2 separate regions of the Pan troglodytes genome follow, and region 2 is linked to region 1. The links are chromatin contacts, called in public Hi-C maps. All regions are on one chromosome and are shown on one strand. Each heading gives the region's core, a stretch centred on a gene start, on an enhancer-like site or on the middle of the called end of the contact. The rest is flanking DNA. Distances are from core to core; before and after follow the strand shown. Region 1 has its middle 31 kb from the start of KRT17. Region 2 overlaps LOC104002831 (a long non-coding RNA gene).

Region 1 (6,353 bases), core at 3,324-5,823:
ACCACTGGTCCAGGGAAACCCCCCACAGGTACAGCCACGTTCTTCCCTGATTCATCACAACGAGGCCCCTGTAAGTGACAGAGGGTCGGTCTGTGCAGACCTGGAAACACACGGCACCAAGACCTGGGATCCTGAAGAAGCAGTGCCAGCTCCTCCCAGACAGCCCGCCCCAGCTGGCCCACTGGCTCCAGCCCAGCCAGGAGCGAGGGCAGTGGGGGAGCCCCACAGGAGGGAACGGGGGCTCAGGAGGCCTGGTGGGGCAGAGCTGGGACAGCTGGGCGAAGGGGCTGGGTCCTGGCTCCGCGACGAGGGCCCATTCCTGGGTGAGGGAGGGTGGGGCAGCCCACACATTCCAGCTGCTGCCGCTCCCGCCAGCCAGTACCAGCCTGTTCTCGCCTGTTCCCACTAGGTCCCAGGCTGCCCTGGGCCCAGCTCCCAGTGCCAGCTCCCAGAATCCTTCAGGGTTCAGACTCTAACTACAGGGACGCCAGTGCGAATGTCCAGAAGACCACCCCACAGAAACAAGTGCCTCCCCCACCAACACACATGCACACACACACCCCACCAACACACACACACGCATGCATGCACACACACTACCACCAACCAACACACATGCACACACACAAACACACACCCTACCAACACACACACACCACCAACACACGTATGCACACACACACTACCACCAACCAACACACATGCACACACACACAAACACACACCCTACCAACACACACACCCCAACACACGCATGCACACACACACTACCACCAACCAACACACATGCACAGACACACACCATACCCACACACATGCACACACATACACATACACACACACTGCACACACACCCCAACACACATGCATGCACACACACATGAACACCAACACACATGAACACACACATCCCACCAACACATGTCTGCACACATGAACACACACACACGCCATCAACACACATGCACATACACACACACAAAGCCATCCTCAACCACAGGACACAGACACAGAGCAGGGTTTTCAGGAGCTGAGGCACTTCCTTCCACTGCAGGCAGCACCCAGCCAGGACAAAGTTCTACCCTCTTGCCACAAGGCCCTGGACAGAGAAGCAGGGAAAGCAGCCAAGGTCCCCAGAGAGTCCCTGGAATGGGGCACCCCAGAGCCAGCCCCAGGGCTCAGCCAAAGAAAGCTGGGGAAGTGAGGAGCTGCCCCCAGAAAGAGGAGCCAAGGGGTCTCTGCCCCAGCCTGGGACACCTCGGCCAGGCTTGCCCACCACTGCTCTGCAAGGGGCTAGGTGGGGCCAGGGGGCTGCACCTGCTCTGGTCCCTGCCCCCCAACCCAGCTGCCTGGAGCTCAGCCTGCCGCCCTCACCGTGGAGGCTATGCTAGATGCCCAGGACCAGTGTCCCACCCCATCCCTCAGCCTCTGCTCCCACAGCCCTGCCGTCACCCTTCCTGTCCTCCCTGCAGGACAGAATTCCCACGCCCACCCTGGGCCCAGGGCCAGGAACTGCTGGTTCCCACCAAGGCTTGGGAAGTGATTTCTGCAGACCAAGCCACCCTGGGCCCACCCTGGGCCCATCACAGTTTCCCAGGAAACAGCTTGGCCCTGCCTGCTGCAAGGCATGACAGAGGGGACCAGCCCTGGGCTGTGCTCAGAAATGCTGAGGCCTCAGAACTGGGCAACAGGGAGGCAAGGAGGTCCCCCATGGGTGGTTGTTGGTGTGATTGAAATGCTGGCTCTACCAGTAGCCCTCCAGGAAGAGGCTAAACAGTGAGCAAGGTCCCCAAATCCCAAACTTGAAGTTTCCTTCCCCAATCACCATCCAGGGGCCCTGCCAGACTCACAGAGAGTGATGGAGAAGCTACAGCGCTAAGCTGGGGGGTCCTGTGGTGGAGAAGATGCAGGTCCCAGCACAGCTCATCTCAGCTCCCAACACACATCCTCAGTCTCATGGTCACATTCCATCCACCAAGAACCCAGGGACATTCAGCTAGGCTTGGTGGTGTGCACCTGTGATCCCAGCTACTCAGGAGGCTGGGGTGGGAGAATCGCTTGAGCCCAGGAGATCAAGCCTGCACGAGCTGTGATGGCGTCACTGCACTCCAGCCTGGGCGACAGAGTGAGGCCCTATCTCAAAAATCACAAAAAAAAATTTTAATTAAGTAAAAAACAAAAAGCGCCCAGGGACATTGGGAAAGGGAGTTCCTACCCCCACTTTCCAGGAAAGAAAACAGAGGCCCAAAGAGAAGAAGTGGATTGTGGGAAGAATTTCACTGCAGTAAGTGGTGAGGACTGACCTTGGCCAACCCCATATAGACCCCTTCCAGACCCAGGTGCCAGTGCAGACAGCCCAGCTGGGGTGTGGGGGACACAGGGCCAAGTGGCAAGGTGTCAGCAGCAGTCCCCAGAGATGGGCACCCCATGGGCACAAGGCCGCACTCACAGCCTCTACTCCAGGACCCCATCTGGCACAGAGCTCCAAGCTGCTTAGGACAAAGGCATCCCTTAGAGGCTGGAGGCAGCAAACAGAACGTGTCCCTCTGCTGCTTCCTGGCCACTGCGGGGCCCTCACCACCACCTCAGCTCTCAGAACATCCTTCATTCTGCCCCCAGCATCTACTGAGCAATGACCAAGACCAAAGCTCCAAACCACAGACTGCCTGGGGCCTCGGCCTCCAGCTCTCCAACTGCAGAGGCAAGAGCAGAGTGTGAGGAGGGGGTGAGGAGTGGGCACCCCAATTGCCCTGGCCACTGTGGGAGCTTGGGCTCTAGCAGGCTGATCTCCCCCAGCCTGCACCCCACCCAGCAAGGACATGCAAGCCAAGCAGTTCCCACACCCCGTTCCTGGTGGTTGCCAGAAGCTTCCTTACAAGGCCCCAGCGCTGAGCTGGCTCAGCTGCAGGCGGGGGCCTGGGTGGGGCACAGCACACCTGGCTCAGCCAAGCCCAGACGCACCCTGCAAGTGAGGAATGCGGACGCCGCCCGGGCTGGCCCTGGGAAAGCTGCTGCCCTCGGCTCCTGCCCAGCCCTGACTCAGCCTAGGTGGGCCAGGGAAGCTGCAGCCTCAGCAGAACCAAGTCTCCCACCCCACCCTCCCCGCTGGCCTGCCTGGGATTGAACCAGGGGACAGGTCCTGGCAGGGGACTGAGAGTAGAGACAGCACCCCCTGGCCTCAGGACTTGGGGGAACAGCAGGGACTCTGTGGGACCTGGCCTCCTCCTGCACTGTCTGGAGGGTGCCAGCACAGCTCTGTCCGGGGGGGGCTGCCCACAGCACATTTTCCCAGATGGCTGAGCCTCAGTTTCCTCATCCATAAAAGGGGGCTAGTGACATTCCTGCCCACAGTGCAGGGCTGCAGTGGTGGAGGAGGTTCCCGGGAAGCATTTGAGAAGCAAACAGACCTCTTCCTAAGAAACAGAAGCGTCTGCCTAGCCCCATGAGGCCAGGTGATCTCGTGCTCCATGCAGAAGAGACAGAAGCGTCTGCCCAGCCCCGTGATGCCGGGTGGTCCCGTGCTCCATGCAGAGCAGGGTGACTCCATCATCCTCTGTCCCTGGCCCCAATACGGCTATTCCAAACTCCCCAGGACAAGGGCTGTGTCTCCCCCTCCGACTAGGCGGTCCCTGAAGGCTCGGGGCATGTCTCCCCTCAGACAAGAAGCTTCCCAGGGACAGAAACTCCATCCTCCTTGCTCCATCGCCCCACAGTCCCATGCCCTGCGCTGCGGAAACCACAGGCCAGTGAAGGCCAGAAAAACTGCCCGTCCCCTCCTGGCGCCACCTTACCCCAGCCTCCCCAGGCCCTGACATCCACCTCCTTGCCCACCCAGCCAGCCCCCAAACACGACGCTGGAGTGCCTCACGGTGCCCACCCAGACCCTGGGGATCAGGAGGCAGAGCCCCCCAGGTCTGGTGCTGGTAGAATCTCCCATCCCTCCCTGCCTGCAAAGAAAGGGCCCACAGGCCTCCCTCCCTGAGCCCTCCCACAGCTGAGCTGGCCAGAGAGAACTTTCTCCCTCTGCTCTCTTTCTCTGCTGTAGTTCAAGCACAGACCCTCTCACCCCAGCCAGCCCTTCTCCACCTTCCAGGCGCACAGTCTTAGGGGTGGAGCAGAGGTTGAGGTTGGGGGCCTCACAGTCAAAGGTGCTGAGACAACAGCCCCGCTGCCCTGTGCTCACTCAGAAGCTCCTGGGGAACTGAGTGGAGGGGAAGGGTCCCCAAGCCCACAGGTTCTGGCTGCCCCTGCCACGTCCCCTCCCCCAGCCAGGCTTCTCCCAACTGCGGCAGGGCATGTGGGCTCAGGTTGGGGTGCAGCGTTGGCAGGACAAACAGTCTCCAGTGTTGGGTGTTTGCCTCTGTTACCAAGGAGGGAGGTGAGGGGCCTGGCTCCCTGCCATGTTTGGGCCCCGGGCTGAAGGTGTGGGTGGCAGGGAAGGTGGAGGATTTGAGGTGGGGAGGCTCACTTCCCGCTCCCAGGGCTCGAGGGCAGGGCAAGCCAGCTGGGACTGCCAGATCCCTGGGCGGATTCAGACCTGCATCGGCCCTGCCTTTCTGCTGGCTCTGGGAAACTCAGTCAGGCAGGAGGAGACGCTGGGGGCAGGGCAGGCTCCCTTGCTGCTCAAAGCGGGGCTGTGGGCTGGAGGCTGGGCCCCAACAAGTCAGGTACTGCCGTGGGTGTCCCAACCTTCCGGGACTGACGGCACCACGGCCTAACTCAGGCCACCCGGGAGAGAGGCTTAGGACCCCAGCTCTGGGCCCATGAATTTGGACAAGTCACCGCCCCTCTCTGGGCCCCAGTTTCCCCACCTGTATAGTGTCAGGAGCTGGCCTGTGTAGTCCCACAGGGGCCTCCTTTGTTTTGTCCTCCCTGGCATGAGCTGGGCAGGTGGATGCTGAGGGGTTGAGGAGTTGGGCACTGAGCCAGGAGTTGTGACCCGGCCTTGAAGCCCTGGCTGGAAGGGCTCGGTACACATCCAGGCGGCCCTACTGCCCTGTCTGAGGCTGGCATGCAGTGAGTGCCCGGCTGAGTGCAGGAGCCCAGGGCTGTGGTCAGGAATGGCCGGGCCCTTTCTCCCTCTCTCAGCAATGATGAGAGCCACAGCCCAAGGAATCCCCTGCTGCCTCCTGCTCCCAGGTCTCCATCGCAGCCTCAGCATGACCGGCTCTGAGCAGGAAGTAGGGGAAGCAGGACAGAGGCTGGCCTGGCAGTCAGAGAGTGCACAGCCTGGCTCAGGAGGCTGGCAGGTCATCAGAGGCATAGAGCTGGCCCTCGTTGATGGGGCAGGGATGGCTTGGGGAGGGTGGAGACGCCGAGGCTTGAATTGGGGGGTGGGGGGTGCAGGTAGGGAAGAAAGGAAGGGGACTTGAGATTGTGACCAGGCAGTGCCACAAGGAACACAGGAGTGTGGGCCTTCCATGGGGAGGGAGGAAGGTGAGGCCAAAAGATGGCAGGGCAGGGGAAGGGACCACTTGCCTTGCAGCCCAGCCAGAGAGAGCGAGAATGAGCAGTTCCCACACCATGAAGACCTTTGCCCTGGCCCTGCTGGTGGCCCTGCTGTGCACAGAGAGACCCCAGGGTCTATGCTGCCACCAGTGCTTGGTGGCCCCAGCCTGGCACAGGCATGCCTGCCCCGCTGCCACATGCCCCTTCCCTGACAGGGTCTGCGTCTCGGGATATGAGAGACACAGGGAGTCTGGGTCCCTGTGGCATCTGGGAAAGTGAGAGTGGGGAACAGGCTCTGCCTCCCTTCCCTCCTGCCCCAAGAATGATACCATCATTTGGAATGTGCAAGTTCTGGACACCTCTATGAGTTCCAAGCTTTCTTGTTGCAAGAGAGGCCTCTGTAATGCGGGGGTCCTGGTGGCAGGCAGCACCTGGGCCCTTCCTTGGGACTCCTGCTCAGCCTGGGTCAGTTCCCCTCTGGGCCCTGCTGTGATGGCCTTTCCTGTCCCCCTTACCCCATGGCCCCCTCCTCTGTCCCCATGCATAGTGTCCTCCTCAGTTTGGGACCACTTCGGCACTGACCCTCGGGAATTCCAGTGTGGTTTTGTAGCCGCAGGTTCAGGGGAAGGATGTGGTGGGGCAGAGGCGGGGGCTTCCCTGTCAGGGGACTCTGGCACCGGGCGGGTCCCTGCGGCAGACTTGGAATCCCTGCTTGGACTCATCCTGTTACCTGGGCCCAGGGCCTTCAAACCCACATTCCCTACATCGCCACCTCCTTAAACCACCCAGCCTCAGAGCCAGGGGCCTTGCCATTTGCTGTTCTGAACCTGGAACCACAGGAAGAACACAGGCCAGGGGCAGGAGTCCAGGGTTCCATCCTACCCAGCCATTAACTCAACACGGAG
Region 2 (5,522 bases), core at 1,030-3,529, 110 kb before region 1:
CTGACCCTCTCCCAGACACTGTCCTCTCCCTATATGGGTGAGAATTTATTGGCTCTTATCCCCTCTACCAGCTAGTGAGCTCCTCGAGGCTGGGGTCTGGCTCATATTTGTGCCCCCTTGCCCAACCACTGGTTGGGCTGATAATTCTCCCTGGATCCTTAGATCTACTCTCCACCTTCCTCTGCCCTGCTCTGTACCTGGAAGGATGATCCCTGCGTCACTGGCTCCCTTCCCTCCAACTGCCCCATTGGAATCAGCCATCCATCAGTAGGCAGCAGCGGAAGATGGAGGACAGGAACAAAGGGGCCTGTGTATCTATCCCCCCACCTCTCCTTGCCCAGCCATGGTTCTGGCTGCAGCTGCTCGCTCTAAGGCTCCTGCAGGGCAGCCCTCCCCTGGCCACACCCCCTTAAACTCCCTTTTCCCATCCCTCAGCTTCCCACTGCTCTGCACTGGGCTGTCTGATCCCTGCTGCTCCTGTCCACACCTCCAGAAATAGTTCCCTTTCTACACTCGGTCAACCCTGAGAGTCCGTCATATTCTGTGGGGCCCCTGGTGGATGCAGATGTGGCTGATCATCTACGTGGACAGCCAGGTGCAACATGCCTGTCTTAGATGGTGGCTGGCTGGGAGGGGCACTCCCCATCCCCAGCACACAGGCAGGAAGAAGGGCGTTGGCACTGACCAGGAGGGGCTGTGAGCAGGACAAAAAAGCAGCCAGACCCTCACCCCATCTCTCCCCACACAGACCCACATGCTGTCAGTTCCCAGGACACATTTCCCCTTCTGCCCACCCTCACCCCTAGGGAGCTCCGGGCAGCGCAGAGGCTGGGTGAGTGGGACTGGCAGGGTGCCATGCCTTGGTCCCAGAGGGCTGCCTCCCTTCCTGGTAGGTCTGTGCCTGGTGCTGCCAGGCCCGGCCCAGCCTCCACACTCCTTCCCCTTCACACCACAATCTGAGCTGGTGAGTGACTCATCCCACCGTCCTCCTACGTGCCCCGTCCGTGACCCCACCAAACTTGGCCTCTCTTGGCTCCATCTCTGCACTGGCTCACAGCAGCAAGAGCATGTCCACCCCCACGCCCTGCACCACAGACTAAGGCAGCTCACTGCACCTCAACGAGGAAGAGCCAGGCTCTGACATTCCCAGCTTGGATCTCCGAGGAGGTGGCTGTACTGACACGTGGACAGGGCCCCATGGCCCCCACATTGACACACTGGATCAGGCAACTCTGCTGTCTCTTGACATCCATGATGTCCACTCCTTACAACAACCTTCCAAGGGTTACTGCCCATTTTACAGATGAGGAAACTGAGGCTCGGGGAGGTTACATGACATGGCAGGTGGTAGTGGAGCTGACTCCAAAGGCTCCTGCCTTCCTCTACAGCATCTCCCCCTCTACCCTGAGCCAAACTCCGGGAAGCCATGAGTTGTGTAGGAAAGGGCTTGGGCACTGGCTTGGCGGTCCAAAGCCCTGAGGCCAGGCTCCGCCTTTCATCAGCTGGCTGACTTCCGGCAAGCCCTCGGCCTCTGTGAAACTGTTTTCCAGTCCATAACAGGAACAGGGATCCTGCCCTGCCCACCTCACCGGGCATTCAGAGGCTCAGAGAGAAGAAGCAGCGTCTGCAAAGTGAAGTCTGGGGGAGGTGGTTGTGGGGTGCCTCAGCAGCCCGCCACCGGAGCCCGGAGAGAGGCGGCGATGTCCGCTTTGGAGCCAACCTTGGCTCCGGACAGGGCAGGCTGCCGGCCACAAGGCCCCGTCTTTGCAAGCTCCCCAGGCGGGGTGCAGCTTCCTTTGTCCCTAGGCGGGGTGCAGCTTCCTTTGTCCTCAGACTGAACATCTCCCTCCGCCACCGGTGCGGGAGGAGCCCAGGGCCTCGCCAACTCGGCTTCACAGCGCCTCCTGGGGGCCGCGAGGGGACTCGCCAACCTGCCTGCAGGCGGGCTCCCTCCTACCGCCTCCCTCTGCACCCCTGACCCTGCTCAGTGCTGTGTGAGAGGAACGGTCAGAGGGAGCCTGTATGGGCAAAGGCAGACCCCACACTCCAGGCTGCTCCCTGGCCTCCCTACAGCAACAAAGGGACGTTGAGCTGAGAGCAATACAAGAGAAAGAGCCCCAGGAGGGCTGGAAGTCCAAATGCCTGCATTCTACCTTTGTGGCCCTGGGCATGTGTCTTCCCCTCTCTGGGCCACAAAAGAGTGGAGGAGGCCACCTCTCTAAGGAAAGAGAGCTCCCCTCCCAGCGCTAAAACTGTGGTTTCTCTGACACTCAATTTCCTGGCGTGTAACATGGCCACAAGGGGCCGCTGCAGCCACAGCTGTGAAGGAAACCGTTCACACCGTGCTATATCCTTCATGGATAGTTCATGGGGTTTTATAGGCTCTTGTTCATTTCCATAAAGTCTTCCTTGGACTTGGCAAACTTTTCCTCTGAAAATTCCAAAGTGTAACCAAGAAGGAAAAGGAAGAGAAGAGAACCAAGAGAAGGGCAAAGAGGATTCTATTTTGTTCGTGTTTGGACCTAAGAGAAAACCAGAAAGATTGCCCCTGCGGCTGAGGGGAGCCACAATATTGGCGAGAGATAGGAGAGGCCCCTCGGGGAGAAGAAAGCTTGGGGAATGCAGATCTCTCTTTAAGATTGATGACTTTCAGAATCATAAATCGGTAGAGCCAGAGAGTCCTCAGCCCTCGCCCCATTCCTTTATCAGTCACGCTTGCGCAAGCACTGGCCTCTGCCTCTCCTTGCAGAAGTGACTTGTTTACAAGTCAGTACAGCTAGTTCCTGCCTGACTGAACCACTGTCATCTGAGAATTGAGGGTCAAAGTTGGATCTTCCCAGCTCAGAGGAGAAGCCTTCTCTAAACAAAGGAGGGGCTCAGCTGGGTAGGTTGTTGCAAAGAGAACTCACTTCAGAGCCAAGTCAGCCAGGCCCTGTCATTTAAAAGCTATGTGACCTTGTGCAAGTCATTGAACCTGTCTAAGACTCAGGATACTGAGACAGCAAGACCTTCCTCAAATTGCCGAGGTGAGAATTAATGAAATAGTCTGTCTAACGTGCCTGGGACCTACCAGAAGCTCAGCCAGTGGAGTCATTAAATTTTGTCTTTATTATTAGCAATACAGTTCTCTTAGCACACATTGCAAAGGATCATGTACCCAGCTCAGGGGCACAAGGTGTGTGATTGCGAGGACATCAGAGAAAACAAGGTGCGATGAACTGGCAGTAGGCATTTGTTGGGACAATGACAGGGCCCTGGCCTGATCAAGGGAAGGATCAGGGGGAGAAGGAGATACTGGGGGGCTGGGAGGTGGGGATGGAGGAGGGGCACTGTCCCTACAACTCCGCATGCTCGGCTTCTGCAGTCCCGAGTACAGACCCAACTCTGTTTCTCCTTGTCCCATTCTGCCTAAGGGCTGGAGCTTCTCAGAAACTCTGACAGGACATGTGTCCATCTTCAGTGGGGACCCTCCCCCTCCTAGAAGTCCCCCGTCCAGCTGGGGAGGACAGGTCAGGGTGAGGGCAGCAGCCACCCAGCAGCCTCCATCAGAGATCATCAGCATTTCCCACCATGAATTCAGCAGCGCATCTCGTGGTCAAATCCATAGGTGATTTCTGGGTTCTGTAGCCTCCTCTTGGAAACTTACAAAGCACTTTAAGCAAACAAAAGCTTTGGCCAGGTGCAGTGACTCACGCCTGTAGTCCCAGCACCTTGGGAGGCCAAGGCCAAAAGCTTTGAGAAGTCCTGCAAAAAAAAAAAAAAAAGGTTTGGTTTGTTTATCTCCATGTTTTCCACTGGATTTGATCATAAGAGTTTTGTTTGGGATTATTTTATATTAATTAACACCCCAGGGAACATACACTGGAAAATCCAGGGGCCCAAAGAACTCAAGATAGGGCTCCAGTTAAGAACTATTATGTTCCAGACCAGCCTGGCCAACATGGTGAAACCCCATATCTACTAAAAATACAAAAAATTAGCCGTGTGTGGTGGCATGTGCCTGTAATCCCAGCTACTTAGGAGACTGAGGTGGGTGGATCACCTGAGGTCAGGAGTTCGAGATTAGCCTGGCCAACATAGTGAAACCTCGTCTCTACTAAAAATACAAAAAATTAGCCAGGTGTGGTGGCGGGTGCCTATAATCCCAGCTACTCAGGAGGCTGAGACGGGAGGATCACTTGAACCAGGAGGTCAAGGCTGCAGTGAGCTGAGATCGCACCACTGCACTCTAGCCTGGGTGACAAAGCAAGACCCCACCTAAAATTTAAAAAAAAAAAAAAAAACTAGTATGAAGGGAATGCTCTCAGCAAGCATCCCCTGCCCCAACTTTTTGTACCTCAAACATGACTATTTGCTGTGGATTCTGAATTTGCTTTGTTTCCTTTGTATTTTGCAGTTTTCCATTAGGGCTGACAGAAGTTCCTTTGGGAAAACCCCAGCATGTGTTAGTCATGCCGAGGGGAATGGAGGGAAGGAACTCGCTTTGTTCTCATTTTGGCCTGAGAGGAGGGAGAAGAGTAGGACCCCTGGGGCTTGGGGGCTGACATGGCCTGAGATGGATGTGAGACCCAGGGGCAGAGAAAATGCTAAGAGCTTTTTGGACCATGCATTTTCCATGACTCAGAAAGTCAGTGGAGCCCGCCCTCCCTGGTGCCCTCGTTCCTTCATTGCCACTGCATTTGTTCCACACACTGAGGAGTCTGGTGAGGAAACTGAGGCCCAGAGACAAGAAATACCTGGGACAGAGACTCACTGTTCATGGGTAGTTGCTTGCTTTCCAAGAAGACATTTCCAGAGCTTTCCTGCTCGTGGGAGGTGTCTGTAATTGTTTTAGACAGCATGAGGTGAAGAGGGAGGGCTTGCGGGTCAGACCCACTCAGATCCTTTGTCAGCTGAGTTATGTCATTTCTCTGAGCCTCAGTTTCCCATCTGGGAAGCTGGTGGTAGTGAGAAATAAGGAAGATGACTTCTGTACAGGCTTGCCACCATCCCAGGACAGATGAGGCCCAGCTGCCATACAGAGGAGGTGACAGCATGGAGCGGGGTCAGAGGTGCAGAAGGAGGCGCTAGGAGGAAGGGACAAATGAGGATAGAGGCTGTTGTCCATAGAGCACACTCCTTGGAGGGAGGAGGGACCCAACTCAGACAGAGCTCACTCAGGTCAGGGGCAGGAGCCTCTGAGGTGGGTGGAGGGGTGTGACGGGCTGGTGGGAGCTCGTAAGCAGGGACATGCCCCTGCCCTGGAGGTTACTCAGTGGGGCTGGGAGTTTGGCAGGTGGTGCTCCTCAGTCCAGCGCTGCTTCCGTGGGTTAGGATGAAGACCCATCTTCTTGCCTTGTCCTCCTCCACGAGGGGCTTATCCAGAACAAAAGCTGTTGGCAGTTCCTGGCCAACAGGTTCTCCTCCTCCACTGCAGGGCTAGAAAAAGGTGAAAACAAAAGGGACATGTGCTTCTCTGTGGCTCTTGGGGTACAGTTCAGTCTCCCCACCATGAGCAAGTCCTCCACGACTGACCCCCTACT

Evidence for each region. Hi-C and Micro-C count contacts between places; a contact is called where the count stands out from the background.
Region 2: a contact with region 1 is called in a Hi-C map of induced pluripotent stem cells, with 2.1 times the contacts expected there. The contact joins two enhancer-like sites. A contact is called at or near these places in 3 of 7 Hi-C or Micro-C datasets (induced pluripotent stem cells and stem cell-derived neural progenitor cells) and 1 of 1 other capture datasets (stem cell-derived neural stem cells).

The regions. Positions count from the first base shown.
Region 1 is chr19:26,486,146-26,492,498 of NHGRI_mPanTro3-v2.0_pri, reverse strand. No RefSeq gene overlaps it. Among named protein-coding and RNA genes, the nearest start is that of KRT17, 31 kb to the left of the region's middle. Within about 2 kb of position 4,573, at least 3 of the 24 cell types and tissues checked have an H3K27ac peak or open chromatin away from gene starts, as enhancers often do. A contact at or near this core is called in induced pluripotent stem cells and stem cell-derived neural stem cells, where this site is marked.
Region 2 is chr19:26,592,163-26,597,684 of NHGRI_mPanTro3-v2.0_pri, reverse strand. It overlaps LOC104002831 (a long non-coding RNA gene), which reads right to left. Exons shown (of 3, transcript XR_675249.2): 2 at 4,754-5,418; 3 at 2,485-3,744. Among named protein-coding and RNA genes, the nearest start is that of KRT19, 21 kb to the left of the region's middle. Within about 2 kb of position 2,279, at least 13 of the 24 cell types and tissues checked have an H3K27ac peak or open chromatin away from gene starts, as enhancers often do. A contact at or near this core is called in induced pluripotent stem cells and stem cell-derived neural stem cells, where this site is marked.